Regions from separate parts of the Gossypium hirsutum genome. Here region 1 is linked to region 2. Evidence: chromatin contacts called from public Hi-C data. All regions are on one chromosome and are shown on one strand. Each heading gives the region's core, a stretch centred on a gene start, on an enhancer-like site or on the middle of the called end of the contact. The rest is flanking DNA. Distances are from core to core; before and after follow the strand shown.

Evidence for each region. Hi-C and Micro-C count contacts between places; a contact is called where the count stands out from the background.
Region 1: a Hi-C map of leaf shows a contact between it and region 2, with 1.8 times the contacts expected there. The contact joins the promoter of LOC107901643 here to the promoter of LOC107901653 in region 2. A contact is called at or near these places in 3 of 34 Hi-C or Micro-C datasets (all in leaf).

What each region holds. Positions count from the first base shown.
Region 1 is chrD06:25,990,517-25,997,157 of Gossypium_hirsutum_v2.1, reverse strand. LOC107901643 (ubiquitin carboxyl-terminal hydrolase 18) reads right to left here and starts at 2,266. Exons shown (of 11, transcript XM_016827717.2): 1 at 1,861-2,266; 2 at 857-1,007; 3 at 702-790; 4 at 498-583; 5 at 247-409; 6 at 18-141. The coding sequence starts at 2,108.
Region 2 is chrD06:25,417,384-25,424,089 of Gossypium_hirsutum_v2.1, reverse strand. LOC107901653 (monogalactosyldiacylglycerol synthase, chloroplastic) reads right to left here and starts at 1,785. Exons shown (of 8, transcript XM_016827729.2): 1 at 1,109-1,785; 2 at 700-872. The coding sequence starts at 1,624.

The sequences.
Region 1 (6,641 bases), core at 1,017-3,516, 570 kb before region 2:
CTAATGAGATGCATCACCTGAGACTGCAGATGACCACCAAATATATGCTGAATAAGAGTTGTCTCTTGAGAGCTGCGGTCAACAGCTTTTTCTCCACCGAATTCATCAAGGCAAACTGATTGCATCGTGTCAATAGCAAACCTGAAAGAATAAAACGAAAAAAAAGATCCAGTAATCCATAATTTCCTCAAGTTAATTTCAGTAGATGTTAAAAGAGAATGCAATCACATACAAAGTAATACCAACCTCATGAATTCATGAGCATCCTCTTGTCTTCCATAACCAAGATTACCTCCAATATTAGGCAACCGTGACAGAATATTGATTGGTGAAAATGGATGCAAACTTTGTCTTGATCGTTCGACATGAATTTGAAATTCGCACATAAAGCACCAATCATTGCGTCTGCCTGGAGAATGGAAATAAAAAATATAAAGGTCACATGCTGTTCAAGAACCTAGAGATGAAAACCTATTAGCTCTAGTTTCTCAACTTACATTCTTTCCGATGGCCTTTCTCCAACAAGTAAGCAACAAGCGGTCGAGTGGAAACAAGGCATTGCAGAACAACATTAGCGAAGCAACTGCAGAAACAAACAGGAAAAGATAAACCAAATAGAGATGGAACACAAACTGATCTAATCTAATCATATGTAAAGAAGGCTTCAACTAGAAGAATTAATAAGCATGGTAAAAATGAACCTGTTTCCACAATTTAAGAGTCCACATGGAGGGAATCCTGGTTTCTCCCAGTTGAAAAGCTTTACAAACTCATCGTATGGGAAAAGAACCTGAAAATTTTGAATATGAATTTCATATTTACTTATATTGGTTTTACAAAGGGCCAAAAGATTAACCTTTCTCGGTTTCTTGATAATCTTAGAGGTTCCACTGACAGGAACCAGAGCAACTCCTGAAAACGGTTTGGTGGTTGTAGTTTGTGTTGAATTTACTTTGCACTTTGTCTTATGCCCATCCTTCCAGTCCACCTGTTGGCAGGCTGAGGAGCTGAAAAATGAAGCAAACATAAAGATTAAACCATCCACTTGATAGAAGAATTTATGTAACCATAAGTTGACGAACTTATAGGTTCGCAAATCATAGCCCACAGGCCTGTAATCTGACACGTCTCATTTTCTAATACCAGAAAGCAAATGCAGAACTTTTAAAGTCAAGGCAGCACCGGGAGAAAGGGGGCCTTTGTTAAGTTAAGCAAATATAACTACAATCAAGGCATCTTTTTGTATAATTGACTGATAGACTGATCAAAATTTCAACACTGAACTAGCTGGGCATTCAGTTTATTGACATAATCAGTGTCAATAAGTAGGCTCAACCTAGATTAAGCACAACAGTACGTTTATAAAGAAAAAAAATTCAAGCCAAATGCTTTATTAAAAGAAGAAGCTAAATTCCTGGAAAACGTTCTAACATCGACAACAAAAACACTTCTTTCTAACCCATAATTAACAAACCAAACTAATAAAAAGCAAAGTAAATTAAGAAAACTAAAATAGATAAAGAAAACCCACGAATGTCAACAATAAGCACTTAAACCACTGTGTCGAGAAACGCCACCAGTAAATAACAGTTAGAGAAACGCCACCAGTAAATAACAGTTAGAGAAACTTCAAAAAGCAGTTAATCACTAAGATGCTTACGAGTATTAAAAACATAGAAAAATAAATAAATAACCTTTTTTATCTTCTTTTTTTTTTACTTTTCGATAATCCCGAAACGTTAAAGAAACAGCTCAAACAATATTAACAACAGCAATTAACAGCCAAAAAAAAAAGCAATCAAGGAGTACGATCATACAAGGACAACGAATTCTTCTGGAGAAAAAAAAAGGCGTGCGTACCAATAACGAACGGATTTGCAACGAGAGCACTTCTTGAAGGCGGGATTAGAGCATACGGCGCAAGGGAAGTGATCGGCGTCCATGGGGATGGAAGGCATTGGTTGGTCCCGATCGAAATTGGCGTCGACCTCGAAGTATTTCGACGCCGTGTTCTTCAGCAAGCGAAGAGACACAAATGCGAAAATGAAGAGCGTGAAAATGAATTGCAGGAACCAATTCAGATCCAACGTTATTCCGCCGACATGCATCTACACAGCCTTCTCGATCCCGGTTCTAGGGTTTTTCTTCATCGATTTCTTTTTTATTTTTTATTTTCCTTTCTGTGCCACTCTATCACAGTTCCCCTTTACCAATTTTATCTTTTCTTTTATTTTTTTTTAATTTAATTACTCTATTTCTCTCGAAACCCCTAAGCCAAAATTAGCAAACCCATTCCCTATTTAACAGGATATTTATTTTCTTTTTTCTTTTTTCTTTTTAATTCTCCACAAGTGTATCTAATTTCTAAAGTACTAGTAAGTAATAATAATTATTGATATTGTGATAAAAATTTATAAATAATTGTGTTAATTAAATTTCGATTGTGCACTCAAATTCATTTTATTTTTTAAATAAATTATATTATTTATATAATTTTTTAATATATTTTAATAATTTTTAAGGTGAGTTGGTATCCGATTGATTTATCCCAACAATTCAATTAAAGATTTAAATTTATATGATTTATATGATAGTATAGATACATGTGTATATATTATAAATATTTTTATGTTCATAGTTGCTTTTGTATCTCTTTTGTTAAATATATACATATTTAAGTAGATTATATTATTAAGGGTAACCTAAATTTATAGCCACTTTAAAATAGTGTTTGTCCTATTTTGATTATTTTAAACTTTTTTCTTAATAATCACTCTAAATAAAATAATTGTGTGAATTAGTCACTGTTGTTAAAATTTTTTGTTTTCTTTTAACAGAATACTGATGTGGCACAATAGCGCATTGAGTGATTGACATGTGGTATTTTTTATTTGACTTTTGATTAAAGTTTAAAGATCTCTCTATAAAGTTTAAGGGGAAAAGGTTTTGGACTAATTAAAGGGAGGTCCCTAAACTTTAGTAAAAAATCAACAAGAAAATGTCATGTGGCAGTCATTTAATGTGCTAATGTGCCACGTCAATAATTTGTTAAAAGAAAATGAAAATTTTAACGGCTATGATTAATTCACACAATTATCTTATTTAAAATACTTAAATTAAAAAAATAAAATGACCAAAATAAGACAAATCCTATGGATGTAGTTTTTGTAATAAGTTAATATAAAGTAGTCTACAAATCAAGTGATACTATATATAACCCTTCTTTTAACAAGTGACGTGAATGGTTTTTTTATGCAATTAACTTAAAAGAAATAATTATTTACAAAAATAATCCTAGTCAAATTTATGTACGAAAATTATATGTTCTCTACAGTGACCACCAGTGCCACCTGACATACTGGCGACATCGCCCCCTTATCATTAGCCAATCAATGACTTTTTAAAAAAATTTTGGATACCACCACCGTGTTAGGTGGTACCAATATGTAATTTTTCAAATATTCATTACAAATACGGATATTCAAGGAGGGAAAAATGAGAGTAGAAAGAAAGAGATATAAGAGAAATATAAAAGGATGAGAGAGAAAGAGACATGGGAGAAAGATAGAGGGATGAGAGAAGAAAAGTCAAATATGAGAAAGGAAAGAGAATAATAAATATTTAGAATAAAAATATGAAAGGGAATTGAATATTTTATGAAAAATAAAGAATCAAATATAAAAGAGGAAAGAGAATAACATATATGGAAAATAAAGAATCAGATATGGAAAAAAAAAAAGAAAATAACAAATACGGAAATATGTATTTTTCATAAAATATTAAATACCCTTTTATATCTCTATTTTTCATATATATTATTCTATTTCCTTTCTCATATTTGATTATCTATTTTCAATATATGTTATTCTCTTTCCTTTTTCCATTCAAATTTCTCTTCTTTTTCTCAATTGAAAGCTTTAATCGTTGTACTTAATAACCACCAATTTTTTCATTTACAGTATCCTTTCGTACCGATTTCAAGACTAAAAAAGAGATTTCCTTCTTCTCATTGAATTTTATAGTTCAGATCTCCTAGTAGCCCAGCTCCAAATGTTTTAAAACAATAACTAAAGCTTTGAACTATTTTTTCTACAATGTTTTTTTTTAAATATCACTGGTGCCACCTAAAATGATGAGGAAACCTAAAAATATATATATTTTTAAAAAATTTCAACGGGTGCCGCCTGACAGCCTGACGACACTCATTAAATTTTTTTTCTTTTTTTTTTCCTTCCTGAATACCCATATTTTTAACAAGTATTTTGAAAAAATACATACTAGTGTTGAGTTGTTTGACACAATGATGACACCCACAAAAATTATGTTAAAAAAAAGATGATTGATTAATTATGAGGGGGCGGTGCTACCTATGTGTCAAGTGACACCGACGATCACTGTAGAAAACAGATCATTTACGTACATAAGTTTTAACTTAAGTTATTTTCATAAATAATGAATTATTTTGGTTAGTTAAATAAAAAAACTTGACATAAATAAATGATTACAATAAATACAATTTTAATATAAAGTGAATTCGCGGGAAAATCAAAGGGTAAACATTAGTGCATTTAAATTTAAAAAATATATAAAATTATAAGTTATTATAATAATGAAATTTCATTTTTAACCTTTAAAAATGTATAGTTCAATTTTAGTTCTCCAAAAATTATCTTTTAGCTTTTGTTTTGATTTTTTTTTAAAAACTCAAATACTCATCGTAGAAGCAATTTATTATTAACACATCACGATTCAAACTCATAACTTAAGTGATAAAATGAACATTTATAATCACTAAACTAAACAATAGAATTCTAAATTTTACCCTTGATTATATCCACAATATGAAATAAAATTCTAGAGGCAATTTTTTTTATTCACAATATTCATATTTAAAAGCAACGGTGAATTTAATAACCTAAAAATGAAAAAAAATATTAATCATTTTAAAAATAATAAAATTATATCTTAAGTTCACCCGTTTTAAAATTTCTTATTGCTGGACAAAAGAAAAAACGTACAAGATCTGTAAGCATTGACTAGAGGCAACAAAATACCTATCCTTTTTTCTGCATGGCTTTAGGTTCATAGCCAATCAAACAAATAGCAACAGTAAGCCCCCCCCCCCACCCCGCAAAAAGAAAAAAAACCATTTGGGCATAACATCCTTCTCTGCCTCCAAAAACATGGGCTTAGTACAATGAGGAAGGCAAATAAAACGGGAAAATGGCCCAAGTACTTACATGGTTGCCACATTTCAAATAGTACTTAAGATTTAACCCCTGAACTTAACACTTTCTCTCAAATTAGTACTTGATCCCTTGAATTTTCATTCCAGATACTTGTAGACAGTGACATATGGCAATAATGAAGTCATTTTGATGTCATAATTCAATTTTTAAAATTTTAAAAAATTTTAAAAAATTCAAAAGTATATGTAAGAAAATTTAAAATCATAACAAGTTTATAAATAAAAATAAAAATATATTAAAATTTAAAAAACAAAAAAAATATGTTTAATTTTTAATTCAATTTATTTTTTTAAAATTTTAATATACATTTTTATTTTTATATAAAAACTATATATATTCCATAAGACTAAATTCTTACGATCTTTTTTTTCTTAACTCCTTGATAAAAAGTCAAGTTTCATTCAAATTAATTACTTTCACTGACAATTTTTACGTATATTATAAGTAAAAAAGCGGTAGGAACTAGAATGAACAACGTTGTAGCAATAAATGCGAGAATATTTACTTCCATAATTTCATTGTTTTTTTTTACTTCGCAATAACTCAGGATTTAATCCCATAGGGATTATTAATTTCTTCGCTTGTAAATTCAATGCAATGACTTACATTTCAATGACATCAAATCGGATCAATATCATGAATAACAATATCTAGGCTATCAAACCGATTCACCGTCGAGAATTGAATTGTATAACATAGGAAGATCTTTTATCCACACCGAATACAAAAAGTGATGATGAATCAACAAAATCCTCTTATTTGAACTCTCAAATTTTCTCTTTTGTAGAAATCTCTCACTCTTTTGTATCCCTATACGAATCAAATCGAAACCCAAATTGATTAATTTTATTTGAAAAAAATGATAAAGTTCATAACGAACCTAAAATCATTGTGTATATCAAAATGACTGGTATTATTATTACTAATCAGTAAAATTCACATTAAAAAAAAGGGAAAAATTTGTAGTTTTATGGTAAAAAATTCATTCATCTCAGTTATTTTTCAAGAAAAAAAAAAGAAGAAAATAGGGGGTCTATTGAATTTCAAATAGTTAGTTTCACCAATAAGATACGAAGACTTACTTCACAATTGGAATTACATAAAAAAGACTATTTATCTCAGAGAGGTCTACGTAAAATTCTAGGAAAATGTCAACAATTACTATCTTATTTATCAAAGACAAATAAAATACGTTATAAAGAATTAATTGGTGAGTTGGATATTCGGGAATCAAAAAATCATTAATTTGCAAATTTTGAATTAGTCGATTTATTAGATTTTCATTTTGATGTACTTGTTTTCGTTTTCAACAATTCATGTAAGAATGAATCGAGGAAAAACTTATGAATCTATCAGTTACAAAAAAAAGACCTTATGATAGTCAATATGGGG
Region 2 (6,706 bases), core at 536-3,035:
AGCCAAGACAAAAGAATAACCAACCACCATGCAACAGGCAGCCCCAAGGCTAGGTATAAATACCCAAGTACCAACTCCCTCTCTCTTACTTCCTCTCTGCTAGCTTGCTTTACCCATTACACTATCTCGTTTTCTAACTTAAGCATCAAAGAGCATTCTGGAGCACTGATGCCCGAAGGCTAGGTATAAATATCCAAGTACCAAATCCCTCTCACACTTCTTCTCTGCTAGCTTAAGCTCTTTTTTTATCCATTACACAATCTCCTTTGCTAACTTAAGCATCAGATAGCACTCTGGAGCACTGATGCCCCAAGGCTAGGTATAAATATCCAAGTACCAACTCTCTCTCACACTTCTTCTCTGCTAGCTTAAGCTCTTTTTTTATCCATTACACAATCTCCTTTGCTAACTTAAGCATCCGATAGCACTCTGGAGCATTGATGCCCCAAGGCTAGGTATAAATACCCAAGTAACTCTCTCTCACGATCTACACTCTCTCATACTTCTTCTCTGCTAGCTTAAGCTCTTGCTTTACCTGTTACAAAATCTCCTTCCCTGACTTAAACATCATAGAGCGCTCCGGAGCATTGACACCACCCCAACTCACATGTACTTTGCTATAAGCTTTAGCAACAAAAGTCCATCACCAAGAGGACTCCAACATAAATAATATAGGAAAACAATCTAAAAACATCTCACCTTGCTATGAACGTCGAAGTTGCAGCAAAATTTGATTGATGAATTACCCGAGGAGCGGTTCCATAATAAGTCATTCTCCACAATGATCCATGTTTGACCAAGAAGTTATAGCTCTTTGGCAATTGATTAAATGGCCAGGGTGTATGATCGGACCACAAATCAGTAACAAACACCTGCAATATAACACCAATCTTGACATACAGAACAAAAGTACACTAAAAACGTATGCACCCATTATCTACTAATTCTTCAATCAATTTTCCAAGAAACTGCAGAAACATAAAGATAAATAAAACTGAAATATGCCTATATTGATACCAAAAAAAAATGAAATGAAATGAAATTTCTCAATTTCTACTTTTGCCCAATGCCCACATTTTCTTTGCATCCAAACAAAAAGGAAACTGACCTGATAATCGTCTCCAAATTCCTCCATAAAAGCAGCCTTAATAGCTTCAGCGGAAGCTCTATGACCCCCACCAGTATCACTCATCAAAATCAAAACTTTTTTGGGGGCCTCAGCTTCGACTCCATTTAAAGGCAAACCTTCAACCTCCAAAACACCGCCACCGTCATCCCTCACTCCATTGCTATCCTCGGAACCGACCCGAACCGAAGCAAACCCGATCGGGATTCTTTCACAATGAAACTTAATCGCTCTATTGAACTCGTTCATGATCCTCCCAACGCTCGAAGAAACGCCGTTTCGAGCACCCAAACTGAGCGAAGCAACAGCTATAACTCTACGCCTTTTATGAGCAATCGAGCCTCTGAACCCCGAGAAATACACGTAATTTGGCTTGAATGAAGAAAACCCATCAGAATTCGAGCTGTAAAAGCTCTTTTTGAAAGCTAAGTGACCCGTTTGCGTAACGAGATCAATGGCAGAGCCAGATTCTTGGGTAACCTTTGAAGGGTTTTGCATTTTGGGAAGTTTTTTTGGCTAGTTGCAGAGTTATGATGATGATGAGAAAGAAACTGAAACAATTTTAAACCATGATAGTTTTTGTTTCGAATAACAGCCAAAGTTCATTTATTTATATGGAAAAAAGTAGGTGACAGTGATGGAATCTAAAGGTGATTTCGTAACCGCAGAAACTGAGATAGGGAATGCCTTTGTACTTAGTGCTCTGATAGTAACCGGATCCACTTTTCCTGGGTTGCCCAACTTAGCTCTCGTTTTGGTTTGTGGTTAAATTTTAGGGTTAATATATTATTTCACACTTCAATTTTCTTTTCTCCTAGTTTGGCTTTAATATTTAATTTATTATTTAAGTTTTCTGTTCCAATTAAGTACTATGTTTTATTATTAGAGCACAAGTACCAAACATTTATTGGGCCACATTGTGCTATTTCGTTGGGTACCAAATTGTATATTGAAATCAAATTAATGTACTAAATTGATAAAGAAAAAAATTTAGGTACCAAATTAAACATTGAAGGCAAACTAAGACACAAGATGACATGATGCCATTCAAGTGTATGCAATATCTGTAAAGTTAAAAAAAACATTAATTTTTCTATTCATTTTGAGATAACTTAACCAAAAATACAAGTTTAAAGGCGAAAAGAAGTGAAAAACTAAATAGAAGACTAAAATATTTTATTTTAATAAAATTGGAAGAATTATTATGCCTTGAACATTTAATTGCGTTTATTTTGAACATGTATCCCAACTCTTTATCAATATTTATAGTTTCACCCCTAATTTGAGTTTAATATTGAAAAGTATAATGAGATTAATATAGGAAGTACGTAAATTAAATTAAATCTATTACCTACACAGAATAAGAAATTGGGATTTGATTTGTACTCAAGTAGCGTTTCTTGTTTGGCCCTCGTCGCACTCAATGTAAAGAAGCCATATAAGTCCACGTCAGAACCGACCATTTAAATTGATTAAATTCTTTGGCAGGTTGTCGTATTTTAGATTAAAATGTAAATTAGGGTATATGCTTTTAATAAATTATTTTTCCTCTTTTTAAAAAGAAGGGATTATCCAATGTTAAATATGATGTCAATCATATTTTAATGTTCAACTTAAAGTGATGTATATTTTATTTTTTTGTATTTTTTATATATTTGAAATTCATTTATTCTTTTATTTTAAGAAACATAGTTTTTTTTTTCTATATTTAAGGATACAAGCCTAATTGTTAAATCATTAAAAACTTTTATTGAATTCAAGTTGATTACAACGTAAATTTTTTGTTACATGATTATTAAGTGAGTGTTTTTTATTTCAAAATATCACACCAATAAATTTAATAAAAGAATTTTAATAGCTCAGTTGGTATCAATATTATTGCTAGTGAAGGAGGATGTGAGTTCAAAAGTTTTGAAATGTGTTTATTCTTCTCTTTAAAAGTTAGGAGAGATTATGAATATTTTTAGATATTTTATAATAAAAAATTGAAACTACATTTTAAAATTTAAAAAGTAAAAAAATTTAATTTTATAAACATAAGAATATAAGTATTAAACTTCAAATATATAACGAGTAGATAAACTTAAATATTTTAACCTTTTTACTTATTTATATTTCTACCCGTAATGTAAAATTACTAAACTCAAATGAACCCTAGAGGCCTAAGACATATAGTAGATAAAATTTAACCCTGTACGACATTGCATATGACAAATTGACATTATTTTCCCCGCTTCGATGATTGATGGGCTACCTGAATTTTTTTACATCTGCTTCTTTTAAGGTTATATATAGATTAGAATGGTAAAAAATTAAAAATCGGGCCAAATAATTAGATTATTGAATCGAATTAGAATTTTATTAATTTATTAATTATCATTAAAATAATAATTAAATGATGATATCATCAGTTTTATTATCAATCCAGTTTTTAAAATATTGGTTATTTAAGAGTTTTATTGGATGGATTTATCCATTTATATTAAATTATCACACATTTACCATGTAAGTAAAAGTATATTTACTAAAATATTATATAAAAAACCAAATTAATTTTTTGGTAAAATGGTGAATTTGAAGGTTTAAAAATTATAATATTTAAGTTCAAATACCATTACGTTATTAGAATAAATTTGGATAAACTTATAAACATGGTAACATCCAAATAATACAAATCTAAATAACTACAAACAAAATCAAATCATTACAAGCACAAACATACTAATAATGAAAATACATATCTGAACTATAAAATCGGAAAATAACCCACGTATGATAAAACTTGAACCTAAATAAGCCAATGGCTTGTTCATTGCACTTTTTGAAACAAATAATTATATATTTTCCACTACTACCCATATCCCAAACATTTAAATAGGTTTAAAGGTGTAAAAAGCCTTCAATTTTTTTCAAAAATAAGCATTTAAGCTCATACTTTTTTTTGCACTCAATTGGGTACTTGAACTTTCAAAATGCATCAAAAAGGCCTTCAAACTTTTTCAAAAACAGCAATTAAGCCCCTAATTTTTTTTGCACTTAATTGGATACTTGAACTTTCGAAATGCAATAAAAAGGCTCTTTGACTGTTAACTTTAACAGTTGACCATTAAAGTTAACTGCCCCTACTTTTTTCAGTTAAAGCTTCCACGTGTCACAATCACGGCGTCACAAATGGCAAAAAATGATTAAAAAATAAAAATCAATAAAATTTATAAAAATTATTAAATTTTAATAAAAAATAAAAATATATTTAAATTAGAAAAATTATAAAAATCGTAAAAAATAATAAAATATATAGAAATATAGAAAAAATAATAAAATTTTATAAAGTCGTAAGAAAATTATAAAAATGTAAAGAAATATAAAATTCATAAAAAAAATTATTAAAATTATTGTACCAAAAGAAGCATTTTATAATTTTTCTGTAACTTTTATTGATTTTTATTTTTGGTTGGATATAAACCCATGTAAGCAACGAATAAGTAAAATAATGAAGAAATTGAAAAGATCGAACATATAAATTTTATGTGGAAAAACTCCTCAAAAAGAATAAAAAACCACGGGCAAAAGGAGAATTCGCTAATAAAAGAAAAATACAAATGAAGAGAATCAAAGCAAACAAAACCCGAAACCCCGAAAGAAAAACCCTTCAAACTGAAACACATAATTCTCTCTTAACTGTGTTATTTTATGTATCTAGGTCTAACTCACACTAATCCTGATGGCTCTAAGGTGACTTATATAGCCTACATGTTACTTGCTTCCCACTTACCCTATATATACTTTACTAATTAATGCAATATACTATTAAATGATTAGGGTCTAATTAGAAAATAATCCCAAAATTGTCATCCAAGGAATCAACTGCATATTTTCATATCTCGTCGCGTCGTTGGGATGAAGATTTTCTTCTCATCGTGATGTCAGTTTCTCACCGCGACGTCATGTTCTTTGGCATTACGATGTCACTCTCTATTTTAGCTTGACACACGAGGCATACTCCACATGTCACATCTCAAAAATCAGGTTAGTACAAATTGGGTTAATGTACTGAGAGTGGTCACGTCCGAATTATTTTTAGATGATCTTTTACTCATTTGATAATATATAACTATCAAGTATAGTGGTTAAGTAGTGGTGGAGCTGTCCTTGATGACCTGTGTTTGAATCCCTTCCGTCACATTATTTTCTATGTGGTGCAATTTTACCTCAAACCTTAGTAAATGTCACACCATGTTTTTAAAATAAATGCTATAGAAATTATAACAAGCTAGTGAATAGTTAAGTGATTAAGTGCTTAGTTAATTTCCTAAAGGTCCTATGTTTAATTCCTTACATTCTCACTTTTTTTATTTAATTTTTGGATCATAAAACTTTGATCAAAGCTTCCATAACCATCCACTCCTAGTTACCATGCAAAGAAAGATTTTTTTTCCTCCTTTAACTAGTCAACTTACCATCTTTTGCCCCCTATTTTCACTCCATGTATTCCCCTCTTTCCTTTTCTTCTCCCTATTTTTCTCACTTGTCTTTAAACTAATGTATGCCACCCCTAGCACATGAAACCATCCACATTCATGTTTTTATTTTTTTTCTTTCATATTTTCCATTCCCCTTTCTACTCTCTTCGTCTCCTTCTCTTTCCATAAAGTAGAGTTGTAACACCCCTAACCCGTCTTTATTGTCAGATTAGGGTTATAGAGCATTATTGAACAATCAAAAACATTTAAACATCATAACATTCAATAATTTAAATATATTATAAATCATTCATTATCCTACATTTTGTCCCTATATCGAGCCTTCGAGGCCCTAAAAATAGCTTAGAAAAAATTCGAGAATAATTTGAAATAATTTGGAAAGTTTAGGAAAAATTTGCAAAAATTGAAAATAGGGGTCACACGACCGTATAACTTTCGAGCAAGGGATACACAACCGTGTCTCAACCCGTGTCCTCACCCATGTAATTCACTGAGGAGGGTCACACGGCCATGTCACACGCCCTTGTGCCAAGCCGTGTAACTCTCTAAGTTGCCTACACGCCCGTGTGCGAGGCCGTGTAACTCACTGACTTGAACCCTAAGAAATCCTCAGATGACACACAGCTGTATCACTAGACTGTGTGCCTCACATAGTTGTGTCAGACACCTATGTCCCAAGTTGTGTAAACCTTAAACATAACTTTCCAAACCGATCGAGCTTCTAATAATCTATAAAATAAAATAAAGAAACTACGTAAGCAACGAGTGCTTAGTAAGCTCGTATAAACCTTAAACATAACTTACCATTTCTATAATACAATTTATAGAATAAGTATAAACCAAAACCAATGCCATAAGCTTAATATGAGCCTATACAACATCATTAAAACTCACAAGTTAGTACACTTATTCATATATATATGAAATCAACCGTAAGATATGTGGTCTACCATGTATAAACATAACATTTTACATCATCAATGTTACCAGAATGTCATGTTTCATAGCATTTGCATACTTACCATTTCCTTTTCCTTTTCCTTTTCTTACTCGTTGAACCATCTAAAATTTCATCGGATGCTCGGGAAAGCTCACTGGA